Linked DNA regions of Sus scrofa: region 2 is linked to region 1. Evidence: chromatin contacts called from public Hi-C data. All regions are on one chromosome and are shown on one strand. Each heading gives the region's core, a stretch centred on a gene start, on an enhancer-like site or on the middle of the called end of the contact. The rest is flanking DNA. Distances are from core to core; before and after follow the strand shown. Region 1 overlaps DSTN (destrin, actin depolymerizing factor). Region 2 has its middle 33 kb from the start of MGME1.

Evidence for each region. A called contact is a pair of places that touch in the nucleus more often than the background predicts.
Region 2: a contact with region 1 is called in a Hi-C map of liver, with 4 times the contacts expected there. The contact joins two enhancer-like sites. A contact is called at or near these places in 3 of 47 Hi-C or Micro-C datasets (all in liver) and 1 of 2 datasets of contacts at active chromatin or transcription factors (skeletal muscle).

The regions. Positions count from the first base shown.
Region 1 is chr17:26,050,172-26,057,455 of Sscrofa11.1, reverse strand. It overlaps DSTN (destrin, actin depolymerizing factor), which reads right to left. Exons shown (of 4, transcript NM_001004031.1): 4 at 7,103-7,284. RRBP1 (ribosome-binding protein 1) reads left to right here. Exons shown (of 24, transcript XM_021078037.1): 20 at 187-294; 21 at 878-961; 22 at 1,185-1,280; 23 at 1,658-1,801; 24 at 2,116-2,679. The coding sequence ends at 2,154. Among named protein-coding and RNA genes, the nearest start is that of DSTN, 55 kb to the right of the region's middle. Within about 2 kb of position 4,590, at least 26 of the 83 cell types and tissues checked have an H3K27ac peak or open chromatin away from gene starts, as enhancers often do. A contact at or near this core is called in liver, where this site is marked.
Region 2 is chr17:26,344,507-26,351,790 of Sscrofa11.1, reverse strand. No RefSeq gene overlaps it. Among named protein-coding and RNA genes, the nearest start is that of MGME1, 33 kb to the left of the region's middle. Within about 2 kb of position 3,965, at least 8 of the 83 cell types and tissues checked have an H3K27ac peak or open chromatin away from gene starts, as enhancers often do. A contact at or near this core is called in liver, where this site is marked.

The DNA of each region.
Region 1 (7,284 bases), core at 3,341-5,840:
CCCCTCACTGGCACCTAAGTCTCAGTGTGGCCACACATGGCACTGACCCTCCTGTCCCAGTGAACCTGCTGCCACAGATTGAAATTATCAAAACAGGTCCTCCCAGGGGGGAGTGTGTGCATGCGTGCGTGTGAGGTGGGCGTGTGTCCAGCCGTGTATTTGCTCAAACCCCCCTCCCTGTTTCAGGTCAGGCAACAGTTGAGTGAGATGAAGAGCCACGTAGAGGATGGCGACGTAGCCAGGTCCCCGGCTGTTTCCCCAGAGGCCCCCCCAGCAGAGCAGGACCCCAACAAGGTTAGGGCGGTGAGCCCCATCCCTTGGGTGTCAGCCACTAACTCCCCCACTTTGACGGCAGGCCTCTGTTGGGCTACTTGCCACCTGCCAGGACGCCCAGGCGGGGGTCAGCCGGGTCTGAAGAAGCCACAGAGCAGAAGGGAGGGCGGGAGGTGGAGGGCCCGGCCTGCAAGCTGAGGCTTCACTCAGCATCACTAGAGGGGGGCTTGCTCCCCAGACCCGAGCAGCTGCCGCTGAGCGTGATGCTGGGGCTGGCGGTGGCGGGACTCCGAGTGGGAACCACTGTGGGGCAGGGGCTTGCGTGGTGCTGAGGCGTCTGTCTTGGGGTCTCATCAGAGGTGTCTGAGGGTAACTGGAGTCCGGTCAGCAGCTCAGCCACACCAGCTTCTGTCCCCAAGGGTGGGGGGCTTTGGAAGGGACTCGGTGGTCTCCCTGCTGCTCTGGGGCAGGGAAGGGCAGTGAGGTGGGGGCACCAGGAGTAGCTGGAAGGCAGAGCCCCAGGTCTCAGCCCACCCGCGAGCCCTGGGTACCCAAGAAGGGCCAGCGCCAGGTTCCTGAGTACGTTCGCGGGGTTTGTACGCAGCTGAAGACACAGCTGGAGCGGACGGAAGCCCTCCTAGAGGACGAGCAGACACGGCGGCAGAAGCTCACGGCCGAGTTTGAGGAGGTCAGGGCGGGTCAGGGTGCAGAAAGGTCCAGGTGGCCCCCTGGGGCCTCTGCTGGGTGGGCATCACTGTGCCTCGTCCCCGCCCCGTCTGTGTGGGTCTGGCCTACTCTCCAGGCCCCCATCGTGTTGTCCCTCATGCCAGGCGCCCTCCATCCCTAAGCGGGCCTGTTAGGTTGATGAGGCACCTGACACTGAACTGCCGCGCCCCTTCCCCTGCCCCCAGGCTCAGGACGCGGCCTGTCGGCTGCAGGGGGAGCTGGAGAAGCTTCGTTGCACCAGTACCCTTGGGTCAGAAGCAGAGGAGGCCATGCAGCTGAAGGTAAAAGGGGGCCCTCGGGTGGGACTGGGGTGGGAACCACCGAGGCCCCTCGGGCAGGGTCCAGGCTAATGTGGTTGGGGGTGGGGAAACCCCCTAAATCTCCAGTACCATATAAGGCGGCCACTAGTCTCTGTGACTAAATTAAGTAGAACTGAGGTTCCTCTGTCACCCTGGCCCCAGGGCACCCTGTCCCCAGTGGCTGCTGCATAGAGCAGCCCTGGCACCACAGGAAGTGCTGCTGGCAGCACTGGAGGCAGCAGAGGCCCATCCCCACACCCTTGGGCCCCCAGCGTCTGTCCCCATGGATGGGCACAGCTAGGCGGCCTTCCTGCCACCTGTCACATGAAGGTTAATCCCCTTAACCCTCTGACCGCCAGGAGAGACTAGAAAAGGAGAAGAAGTTAACCAGTGACCTGGGACGTGCTGCCACCAAACTACAGGAGCTTTTGAAGACAACCCAGGAGCAGCTGGCAAAGGAGAAAGACACAGTGAAAAAGCTGCAGGAGCAGCTGGACAAATCAGTGAGTGCCGCCAGCCTGCCCTCAGTGGGGGTGGGGGTGGGCGGGGGACAGAGGCAGCCCGACAGCCCCCTCGGTGGGACACAGGCCCAGGGCCTCATCCTTACCTGCACCCTGTGCTGCCCTTAGTGCCACTGCCTTCGGCCCAGACGAGGGGCCCTCTCAGCCCTCTGCATCCTCAGCTCCTGGCATGTCGGGCTGGGCTCTGAAGGCATTAGTGGCTTCAGGGTGTTACTTTGCAGGGACGGGAGGTCCCTCCGGTGAGGTGAATGGTCCCCTTGGCCCCAGCCTCTCCCTCTCTCCTCCTCTGTTCACAGGAGGATGGCAGCAGCTCAAAGGAGGGCACGTCTGTCTGAGTCTCCTGCAGAAAAAGAAGTTACTGTTCAACTTACCAAAATGCCTTACACATTCCTTACAAATAAATAAACCGACCAACACAGCGATATCCGGGCCCAACTTCGGTAGCTCTGAGAAGCCATTAGAGACGACAGTCTCTTAGCATCAGAAATAGATCTTCCAGACCCCAGTTTGTAAGAGAACCTTTGTCACGCTGGATAAACACTATTCCCCAGGACCAGCCCGGGATCACCGGCCAGCAGACGCCAAAGCCCTCATCAGCTGTGTGACAGACCTGGGCAGTGTGCTGGGGAGGCCGGGACCTCTGGGTATCTCTGTGTCAATCAGTGCAATTGTTTTGTCGCTCATGGGGTTGGGGGTCAGGTGGTGGGCAGTCCAGGAGGTGAGTCTCAGAGGCTGCGGAGCAGACTGGAGGGTCACAGCCCAGCGAGACAGCAGCCTTCACCCCTGGAAGAAGTTACCACCAGAACTGAAGTGTGACCTCCCAGATGTTAATGCCATTAAAACCCATGTGTCGCCTGGCGCTTCGGTCTTGCCTGGTCTTCTGTGGGGGTTCCCGCAGCTGGTGCTGAGCCGGGTCGAGGAACCAGGGGAGCCAACAAGTATGGCTCCTGGTCCCCGGTGCCTTTCCTGTCATGTCACCCAGGTCCCCATGCCCACAGGGCAGGATGAGGGAGTGGGACCTGTGATGCTAGATGACTTCATGCAGTGACCACAGTCCCCACCCCCCAAGAGCTGAGATTACCTAGAGAGGCTGTGGGGTGCCCTAGGCTGTGAGGTGAGTTCTGGGCATGAACCAGGAGTTCCGTCCTTCTGGCTGCAACCCTGGCAGACGTCCACAATGCAGGAGGGCTGCCACCTTAACTTCCTGTGACCCCAGAGAATCTTTGGTTATGATGTGTTGGGGGGGGGAGGGCTTTGTAGGGAACCTGAAGCTCAAACAAATGGATTTAGAGGTGGGGTCACAGGAGCTTGTAGCAGTCACGGGTCTTGGCGGCACAGCCAATCCTACTTTCAGCTCAGTCCCAAGACTCAGAATCTTGGGAGACAGGCGCTGAAGGGGCTGAACTTTGGCTGGGGGGACCAAGGCCCTGACAGCAAGTGTAGCCAGATACAAGGGTGGGGGTGCCCACGGGAGGGTGCCTGAGAACTGAGGTCTCACCACCTGCCTGGGGCTGTCGAATGTGGGTTTGACGCCTCTCTGGGGTGGTTGTCGCAAAAGTGAAGCATCATGGTGCAGTGTGTCCTGTAGCCACCAGCGGCTCCACATGCCAGCCGCTGCCTGGGGCCGGGCAGTGCTGACCTCAGTCTGCATGACCAAGACCTGGTCCTGGCTTTCAGGGACCACCTGTCTGCCGTTGTGACTCTTGTGTGTTGTGACTGTTGGGATCAGGGCGCTGGAAATTCTGGGAAGTCTCCTCAGAGATATGAGCATAAGCTGGAGCTAAGCAGATGTTTGTCAGGCGGGGAGAAGGGATCCAGGCCCAGGGAACAGAGGTGCAGAGGTAAAGAGCTGCCAGGGGCTCGGGGGGTAAGGCAGGAAGACTTCGTGGAGCCAGGTTATGAAGGCAAAGGGGGCAAGCTGCAGGGGCCACTGAGGTTTTTAAGCAAGGGGAGAAACTTGTAACTGTTCTAGATTCTCTGGTCAAGGAGCCTGCAGGACGTGGGCTCTAGGCCACGGTTTCTGACAGATGGAAAGTAAAGTGTCAGAAGTTATATAAGTTATGGTGTCAGAAGTTATGGAAATGACCCATAACTGCTGACACCCACCACATGCCCAGCCCCATGCTTGGTTCTCATGTGACATCTTCCAGTCCCCATGGGAGGGGAGTTTCTCCTCATCCTGCAAAGGAATCCCCACAGAAGGGAGAGCTCACCTGGCAAAAGGCACAGCAGGCTTCAAGCCTGCCTTTAATGCTGACCCAGCATCGGGAGGCCTGGGCGTCCGCTGGAGGGAAAGGGGTTTCAAGTGTGTGGCAGCCATGCACCATGGCCCCTCACACCACACTCCCGTGTGCCCTGTGTGTCGGGTAGGGACACACAGCTCATCCTCCCGCTCACGGGGAGCTTCACGTAAGGTCAGGGGCTTGGAGTCATCCCTGGTGGGAAACAGGCTAGCCTTGTTCCTGAGCCAGGACCGCCATCAGTGGCACCAGCATTTCCAGGAAGCTCCCCTGCCCCAGTGGCTGCAGGACAGAGAACCCTTATGCTGGGCAGATGCCCCCCCTGAAGGCACAGGAAAGGGGGACACCTGGGGAGAAAAAAGCACAGGAAGGAAGACAGGAGGCCACTGGGCAGGGTGAACCTGGGGCTCCTGCAGCTCCAGGTGAAGCCCTTCCTCCATCCATTCCCCACCAGCACCGCCTCAGCTGTCCTGAGACCCAGCAGTGGCCGCTCCGTGCCAGCAGGGGGAGCGTGAGCATGCCAGGAGCCTGCTGGCTGAGTTCCAGCCTCAGACTGGGGGAGGGGGAGAGATCAAGGAGGGGAGGGAGTCACCCTTAACAGACCCTGCGCAAGAGGCTGAGGGGGCCCCCTGGTGTTCCCCAGGAGCCTGGCCTGCCAGTCTGGCCATTCACAGGTCCTAGTCCTGCATATGGCACAGAACTCCCTCTGCAGTCCCTGGGGACCAACCGCCCAGGCCGGACTGCAACCAGACCCAGGGCAGCGCTGGGAGTCTTCTGAAAACATCTAGTGTAAACCCCTCCCTGCAGAGGCTCCAGGGGCTGACCTGAGGCTGCAGGGTCATGGGGCTCATCAATGGGGCCCACGGTGCTGGCGCCAGCTTTTTGGACTAGCTTCCTCTGGTCATCTCTGAATGATGGTCAATAAAATGCACAAACGCCACTGGGATGCCTGGCCTGTAGGCAGCAAAAACACAAGACACTCCGCAAATGCCTCCTTCCCAAGAGCTTCCTCAGAGGGGAAGGTCTAATAGGACTCAAAGCCCAAAAGAACGATTCCCTCCCCTCCCCAAATCAAACAAAATGACTCAATTCCAGATGTTAGAAATGAAGAACTTGCCAGGGACATGATGAAAATAGCTTAGGACCAGAAAAGGAGACCTGAACTATCCAGCTGTGCTGTCCCTAAGCAAGTTACTTTACCTCTCTGGGCTGGCTACAGGCTCCCTCCCAGGCCCTGCCAGCCACTATGCAGTGACCCTTCTCCCCTGGCTGGGACTGGAGACTGTTCCCCCATGTCACAAATGCCTTAAACCATGACAAGTGCTGTGTCCTTGGGCATATCCGTCTGTCAGTGCAAAAGGCATGAACTGGTGAAGAAACAGAAGCTACACTTCCAGCATGGACCCGCCAGCACTGAGGAGTTCTGAAAAAGGAAACCACCCAACTAAGCCTGGTCTTACTATTGGAGTCACTATGTTCACTGTTTGCTCAGCGATTAATATTTTCTGAAATAACAAACTTTGTAGTCAAGCTCTGAACTTGTTAGCATTGGCTTTGTTTGCTTTTTCCTCAGAACGCAAGAGTAATCATTACATGAACCTTAAGTCAGCTTTCCACAAACACACTTTTGCAATGTGTTAACACTAGTGAAAGGTGTAAATGTGCTGAAAGCAGAGTGTACTTGTATTTTTATTCCTCACTAATGTCAAGCTAAAAGGTCAAAACTTTTTTTTTGGGGGGGTCTTTTTGCTATTTATTTGGGCCGCTCCCGCGGCACATGGAGGTTCCCAGGCTAGGGGTCCAATCGGAGCTGTAGCCACTGGCCTACGCCAGAGCCACAGTAACTCGGGATCCGAGCCACGTCTGCAACCTACACCACAGCTCACGGAAACGCCAGATCGTCAACCCACTGAGCAAGGGCAGGGACCTAACCCGCAACCTCATGTTTCCCAGTCAGATTCGTTAACCACTGTGCCACGACGGGAACTCCAGTTCAAAACTTTTTAAGGGCCAAACCTAGAGCATATGGAAGTTCCCAGGCGAGGGGGTGAATTGGAGCTGCAGCCCTAGCCTACACCACAGCCACAGCAATGCAGGATCCAAGCTACACGTGCGACCTATGCCACACCTTGCAGCAACGCCAGATCCTTAACCAACTGGGCGAGGATCCTCGTGAATACTAATCAGGTTCTTAACCCGCTGAGCCATTACAAAAACTCTGTAATTTTGCATCAGATTTACCTGGAGTCTGTCAGCAGAATCCTTGGGCCCTAACCTCAGGAATCCAAAAAGACTCTCTCAAAAGTGCCCCTAGATAGAGATATAAGTAACTGTTAGCATTTCCCAACTTCTGGAGTCGAGTGGAGTGCTGGGAGCAGCTGATCTTACATCACACCCCTGTGCACTGTTCACAAGCCTCCCCATAGCCCACCTTCCTCCCCACCCTCCATACCTGCACATGGAGCGGTGGTTATACAAGTGGTGTCACATGTCACAAGCTGAAACCACAGAAAAGACTTTCTTCTTCTACAATTCCTGGCTCTATCTACAGACTGTTTCTTAAGGGCAGTCTTGGGCCCTCAATGCCTCCCCAGGGCCTGTTAACACATTCACTAAAAGCATTCCATTGCAGTAGAGAAAATAAATTCAGGATGAAAGAATGACCAGTAGCTTATGGGTAAACTGGTAGCCAGCACTATTTTCAAGATAATTTTGAAAGTAATTTGATCAAACCATAATATTTTTCTGCCTCCCAAATAAATTAGAGAGGAGGCAAAAAAAAAAAAAAAAAAAAAAAAAAAAAAAAAAAAAGAGGTCTGACATTTGGATAAACTCTTAATGTTTAAGAGAAACATTAAGAGAAAAGAAACATTAATGTTTAAGAGACAAATTCCCAACTTTTACACCAACTTTTTCATGCAATCAGAGGAGGGAGCTGTGACCTTAACTCTGTCTGAAATACCCAAATCTCCATACCTACCCCCATACACAGAAAGCAAAACCCTTTATCCCCAATTCACGCATGAATAATTACACAAGAGATAAGTTAAAATGCTTCCTTTATTACGTAAAGCCAGTACTGCTACTTCTAAATTCAACTGTTGGTGCATCTCTATACTGTTCAGAGTGTTATGCCTGTGATGTTAAAGACAATCACTTCCAAGTGTCATCAGGCAGTGGCTTCCTGTGGATGCTGCCGTCATAGCTGGTCCCCGTATCACATAC
Region 2 (7,284 bases), core at 2,716-5,215, 290 kb before region 1:
TTTCTATTTCTGATCTTTGTTTCTGACTATTGGAAAGGAGTACAAGCAGTATAAACTAGGAAGTAAAAACCCTTTAACCATACCCCTTAAAAATCACTGTTTCTAGACCATCCCCCCCCCATTTTTGTGTACTGTATTTTACAGAAAATGATGCCAGGAGTTCCCGTTGTGGCTCAGTGGTTAACGAATCCGACTAGGAACCTTGAGGTTGTGGGTTCGATCCCTGCCCTTGCTCAGTGGGTTAAGGATCCAGCGTTGCCGTGAGCTGTGATGTAGGTTGCAGACATGGCTCGGATCCCACGTTGCTGTGGCTCTGGTGTAGGCTGGTGGCTACAGCTCCAATTCGACCCCTAGCCTGGGAACCTCCATATGCCTCAGGAGAGGCCCAAGAAATGGCAAAAAGACAAATAAAAAAGAAAAGAAAATGATGCCATAGTGAGGATTTCTTTAGGAGGTTCTGAACTGTTGACTATCTTCTTTTTTTGGAATGGTCTCCATGGTCCAGAGGCTTGAACACCTTTTGCAGGACCCCCTGGAGGGAAACAGGGAGGAAGTGAGGGTGTCGTGACCCTTCCTCCAGCAGTCTTCCTGTCCTGTGAAAGTGCCGTTTGTTAGACTGTAAATGATTTAACAGAGCCATTTTAGAAGGATTTTGATTTTAATTGGGTCTTAAACTTTCGTGCTTTACTTACATGCTTAATGAAACTTTTAAAGCTTGTTAAATTGTGAGATGTGTAATCTTGAAAGACTCCAGGAAGAGGAGTATCCATAATCCTAGCCCACAGCCAATTTTATTTCTGATGGTAGCCTTTGCAGCTCTTGGATTAACTCATCTGGTGCACCCTTTCTTGTCTAAAGGAGGATTTTTAGCATCAGTCAAAAGGGGAGGGACCTGGGCGGTCAGGATAGTGGTTCTGCTGAAGCTGAAGCTTGTTGCAAAGATTATGTAGTGGAACACTGGCCTGGCTGCTTCTGTTTCGGCAACTGTTTATGACTGTCCTTGTTTTAGATTGTTACTGTGCAGACCCTTTTCCCGACATTTTAGTGGAGTTTAAAGATGGAATGGAGGTCATGTTGCTGTTCCTCGCCATGTCCCCTCCACCCAGGAGAAGGGAGTTCCCTGTGGTGCAGTGGGTTAAGGATCCAGTGTCATCAGCAGCTTAAGTTACTGCTGTGGCACAGATTTGATCCCAGGCCTGGGAACTTCCACATGCCATGTGTGTGGCCAAAAAATTATCACAGGAGGGGACTGTTTCTGCTTCAGATAATATAAGACAAGGCAAGGTTCTGGAACAGCAAATAAAAACTGCTGCTGGGTATTAAGGCCAGTTCCAATGACTCCAGAATCAGGCCTGATATTTGGTAATTCTCAAGCTAGGGGTTGAGTCACAGCTGGAGCTGCTGGCCTGCACCACAGCCACAGCAACGCCAGATCCTTAACCCACTGAGTGAGGCCAGGGATTGAACCTGTGTCCTCATGGATATTGGTCAGGTTTGTTAACCACTGGCCCACGATGGGAACTCCATTTTGGTAATTGGACCTGGGGATGAAACTCCCAACTTCCCTGCTGGCCTGTCCACCAGGAGAAGGGAGGTTTCTGCAAAGCAGCTGAGTGGATCACTTGAGGGCAAGGCAGCCTTGGATTCCAGCTGGTTCCACCCACAGTGGCCAGGGCCTCCCTGATCCTTAGGGGTTGATTGTGTCCCCAAACTCTTTTGTCAAGCAGGCGGCATAGATTTGGGGCGGGGGGGCAGAAAAAGTGGCAGGAGGAAGAACAAAGGAAGAGGATGTCCAGGGGCCAGGGGAGAGGCAGTCAGTGGAGTGTCTGTAGTCAGCCATGAGTAGAGCCTGTTCTTCCAGGAATCTGCTCAGGAAGCTGCTAGCTGCCCTAGGACGACCTAGAAGACAGGAAATCTCCAGTCTGGGCATTTGAGAGGAAAACGCCTGCTGTGAAGCCTATGGGGTTCCCATGAATGTTTTTCTATACAAAAGTCTTTGTGTCTGCAGGGCTCCTGCCCCCCTGCTGATTACACTGGCTGCAAATCGCTTGTCTCACTGGAGACAGGCCAGTGTGAGGTGCTGTCATGAGGGTCTTGCTGTGAGGAGGTGGGCAGAGGCCAGGCTGGACAGGGATCCTTTGCATCACCAGCACTGGCTGCCTCAGTGCACCCTGGCCCTGCCTTGGACAAGCTTTCACTCCTTCCCTTGGCTCGTTTTAAAATCTAAGTCTCATATGCTGATTTTTTTTTTTTAATCTACAAAAAAATTCTTCAATGGTGCCATTTTTTAAAAAGATTTTTTATTACTTTTTTACAGTTGATTGACAATGTTCTGTCAATTTCTGCTGAGCAGCAAAGTGAGCCAGTCATATAGTCGTGTACACACACACACACACACATTCTTTTTCTGTGATCCATCTTATGCAACATAAAGGCCCAAGTCTCTAGCAACTGCAAGCCCCCACCCACTTCGAGGTTTTATTTTCCCAATGTACCCATATCCCATGCGTGCTTCTGTAACGTGACTGCTCAGCCTGGGACTCTCCTCCCCCTTGAACCTGGGCTGGCTTGAGTGACACATTTCTAATCTGTAGAATGGGGCAGAGTGACAAGGGGTGGGGGGCGGGTTTCCAGTATAGATCAGAGGAACCCTTTCTTTCTGTTTTCTTTCAAACCCTTTCTTTCTGTTTCCTCCCATCTCGAGTCTCTCTCTCCAGCTGCCATGCTGGGAGAAGACAAGCCAGGTATAGCAGAGGTCCAGGGTCCCAGCTAAGCCCCACCTCCAAGTCACCCCAGCCCAGGAACCAGACAAGTGAATGAAGAAATCTCCAGAGCAGCAGTAACCCGTAGAACTTTGTGATGGAAATGTTCTGTCCAGTACAGTGGCCAATAGTCATGTGTCTGCTAGGGTTTAAAAGAAACAGCAGAAGCCCCTGTCAAATATGAATCTGAAATTAACTAGTATATGTCTTATGCAATCTTTGGGATGTGCTTTTAACAAAACAATTGTTTTTCTGATATCCAAATTTACTGCATTTTTATTTGCTAAGTCTGGAATGTGGCTAGTGCAACTGAGGAAATAGAATTTTCAGTTTTCAAAGGTTTTAATTAAATAGCCACCCACCCCTGGTGACTGCTGTATTGGACAGCACAATCTAGAGAGAGTGCCAGGTCCAGTCATTGTCACCCCAAGACAGTCATGGTCCCCCAGCTGAAGCCCCAAGTGTTAAGTCACAGGAGCCATTCCCTGTAGACCTGAAGTCCTTGACCCACAGAATTCCAGAGCACATAAGATGGTGGTTTGTAACTCAGTAGGAGCTGGAGCCCCTCAGGACCCCAAGCTCACTTCTGCCTCAGCCCCTTTGCTCCCTGTCTTGGAATGTCCTTCATGCCATTGGCTCTTCCCCTCACCTGTTTCCAATCTTTGCTCAAATCTCGCCTTTCAGTGAGGTGAGATTTCACTCCCTCCCTTGCCACCCAATTTAATTCCTGATCTACTCCCCCCCCACCTTTTTTTGGTCTTTTTGCCTTTTCTAGGGCTGCTCCCATGGCATATGGAGGTTCCCAGGCTAGGGGTCTAATCGGAGTTGTAGCCACCACTCTACACCAGAGCCACAGCAACTCGGGATCTGAGCTGAGTCTGCGACCTACACCACAGGTCATGGCAACACCGGATCGTTAACCCACTGAGCAAGGTCAGCGATCAAACCCGCAACCTCATGGTTCCTAGTTGGATTCATTAACCACTGAGCCACGACAGGAACCCCGTGATTTTCCGCTTTAACTCTCTAACAAATCTTCACAAGCCTCTTTCTGTCTTTAGTCAACACTCTGTCAGTCATTGTCATCAAATAGCTTCATGTTCTAGGAGAGTGACCCCCAAAACAGCCATCTCAGTGTGGGTGCCATGAACCAAATTAGCCGTTTTCCAGGCATGACCTAGCTTCAACCTGCTGTTACTGGGCTATAGCCCAAATGTTGGTATTTCACAATATCACCCAGGGTTAGAAGTACTGTTTGGATGAATCCTGGTCATTGCCTGTGAGCCAGGGGTCTCATCAGCCCCATTTTACAGATGAGGAAAATCAGGCTCAGGCTCAGCCAGGAGGGGACAGGGTCTTCCCAGAAGGTTGAGGCTGGAGCTGGAGCCCCCTGAGCTTTGGAGGGGCCCTCTGTCCCCCAGGAGGTAGGTAATCCCTCCCCCAGGGCCTGTGCTTTGACCACAGAGAACCAGGCTAATGAGAGGCTTCTGGCCCCGCCCATTCCCGCTCTGTAATTTGCTCACTGCCCTTCCCTCTAATTTTATTGTCTTCTCAGCAGTTTCCCAAGACCTGGGGGTCCTGTTTCCAGTAGGAGGCCCCTCCCAGCCTTGATGAAAGGGGCTGCTTTCCTGTTTGGGGGCGGGAGGGGCACAATTGTTTGCAGAGCCCTGCAAGGGGTGGAAAACCTGTTGGCAAATAGAGTAGGAAGCAATAGCCCCTTCCATCCACCAGGTCCCATTCTAAGTACTTTTTCAGACACTTTTTAGAAACTTCACAGAACTGGTAATAGAGCAGGAGCAGGACATCTGGGGCCCCAGCTAGATGCTCTGGTGGCAGCCTCTCTCGAGTCACTGCCTGGTGTTGGGGTTTAATTTTTCTTGCTTGTTTTCCTCCAGGTCTTGTTTCTCCTCCTGGACTGTGTCTCCTGTGGGTGGGAACTTAGTCATGTTTTCCAGACATTCAGTCCTTGCGGGTGTTGGTTTCTGCCTCCCTCCTGCAGCTCACACATTTGCACTGGGGGAGGAGGTTTGCTCTGAACACAACAGGAGGGTCCAGACAGGTAACTTTTTGGCCCCCTCTGTGCATCCAAGAGGCATTTGGAATATCAGTCTCCTTTAGGACGAGGATAACCTCTCAGACTAGTTCAAGGGGCTGTGAGGACCAAGGGAGGTGGTCCACCAAAGCCTTTAGAAAGAAGCCCGTATATAGTCAGTGCGAATAAAAGTGATGTCCTATTATTGGTTCCTGACTGAGGGCCATGCACTCGTCAGACTCCCAGTCAGGGCTGTTTGCTCCTCTGCTTTGGAGCCATTTACTTGCGGGGCTTATTCTAGGAATTCCATCTCTGCCAGAGTCCATATCTCAAGTGTTCACAGGGCAGCTGGAGGTCACAGGCTGTGGATTTCTATGGCTGGGCAGTCTGCTCCCGCAGAGGGCTTGACCCTGCTCCCTGGATTGTGGAACTGCCCTCTGTGGACACTGCTCTCATACAGCTGCCTTTGCAGGCATAGCCCCTTAGCCAGGTGGACCCAGAAAGTCCAGTGCCCAGCCTGAAGGTGGAGGGTCAACCATAGGAGTCCTCCACCTGCCCATCTCCTCTGCTGACACAGCCTTGGGGAGCTACTCTGTGACCTCTCTCCCCCAGGGCACTGCAGGTATCCTGGGTTAAACCTGGCCACCAAGGTCACCTGACACTCTTCCTGCACATACAGGCTGGCCCTATGTCCTGGGGCATGGGAGAGGGGCAGGAGCTGGAGGGTCCTCTCCCCTCTGTAGGAAGGGTTGGAGGTGGGTCCACAGTCTCAGACCTGGCTCACCTCCATACCCCCTCCTGGGCTTCCCGGGCCACCTGCCAGATACAACATTGTGCCCAAGTCCACTCTGGAAGATCCTGGACCACGGCAAATGTGAGCACTCACCTATGAACTCCAAGTCAAGTTTTCCTCCTAAATTACCCTGATCCCCTGAGGTGCCTAGGGTTGGGGGACGTGGAGAGAGGTTGAGGTGCAGGTGGCAGTTGCCCTAAGGGGCCCCCCGCCTTTGCCCCTCTCCCTTAGTCTCTGAAGCTTTCCCTGTAGAGGGTGTGCCCCTGCCCCACCAAGGTTTAAGGGCCCTGCTGTTAGCTTTGTATTAAATGATGCTGAAGTCAGTGTCCTGAGGGCTGGGGCTGTGGGAGGCATCTACTGGACAAGGAAGGTATCTGGAATTCTAGGCAGAGGAAGTGGGAGTGCTGGGCCAGGGGGAGACGGTGTGAGGGGAGCGGATCCTGGGATGGTTGATGGGGGAAGGTGGTGCTCGGGGCCCCGGAAGGCAGAACCAACCGAGTGTGATGACAGGAGACAGGGATATGGGCTTGGGCTGGATTATGAAGATATCTTGTCAGCACAGCCCTCAAGGGGAGGTGGGCATGTTCTGGGCTCTGCCTACCCAGCTGCCTCCTCCGGGAAGACCCCCCATGGTGCCTCTCCTTTGTTCCCAGCCCTGCCGTTCTGCTGGAGCTGCCCGCAGTCTCTGCTCGCAGGCGAGGCTGGAGCACTGAGGTCTGTCCTGGAGAGCCTTCTCCCCTGACTCTGGTTGGCCGATGAGGGGCAGTGCTGGGACTTTGAGGACTAGCTGCTGGCCTGTAGGAGCCACCGGGTGAGGGTGGGGTCCATGTGGCATTGCAGAGAGAGAGATCCCTGATGGTGTCACTCCAGCACTGTCCTTGCTGCTATGGGACCTCCAGGGGTCAGTGGTTAGTCACACTGCAGTGGCGGGGGGGGGGGCGGCGGGGGGCGGCAGGGGCTGGAGTCTTAGGAGGGCAGGGGTTCCTTCCTGGGACTGGAGCAGGGGTTCAAGGAAGGCTTCCTGTAGGAAGGGATGGAGACCCCATGGCCCAGAGGGGTTGTCTGGACAATCTGGTTGGAGGGAAGAAAGGCCTTCCCAAAGCGGAGAGCAGCTGACTTACGGCTCCCCCTGGGAGGCTGGGAGAGGTGAGTGGATGCCAAGGACTCTCCCTCTCTACCTCTCAATTCTCTTGTAACCAAAGCTGTGTCCTACCTCTTCCTGCTCTGCGACTCAGCTTACTCTTCTGTTAAATGGGTCTAACCAGCTTCACACTTGAACAGGCATCAGAATCAACAGGGACGGTGCTAAAAACGCACAGTCCCTGGCTTTGTCCCTGAGCGAATGGAGGGGTGCATGTTGGCTGGGTGGGGCACAGGGCTGTGCCTTTCTGATGAAGGCCCTGTGCCTTTACTTTGAGAAGTTCCCCCACACCCCCTGGGAGTCCAGCAGGCCCTTTGGACACTGGGATCCATGAAGCAGACTGCCGAAGCAGTACCCATGTTTACCCAGGACCTTCCAGGCCCGAGCTCATCAGAGGTCACAGGCAGTGTCTTTGGGCTACGCCCTTGCCAAACACAGCCCGCTGAGCCCTGACGCAGCTCACTGCCCTGGCCACCACCCTGAAGTTCCCCAGGAGGATCAGCTGAAAGGCATCAAGGGCATGTGCCAGGGGCCCTCTCCAAGGCTCTGAGGAGGG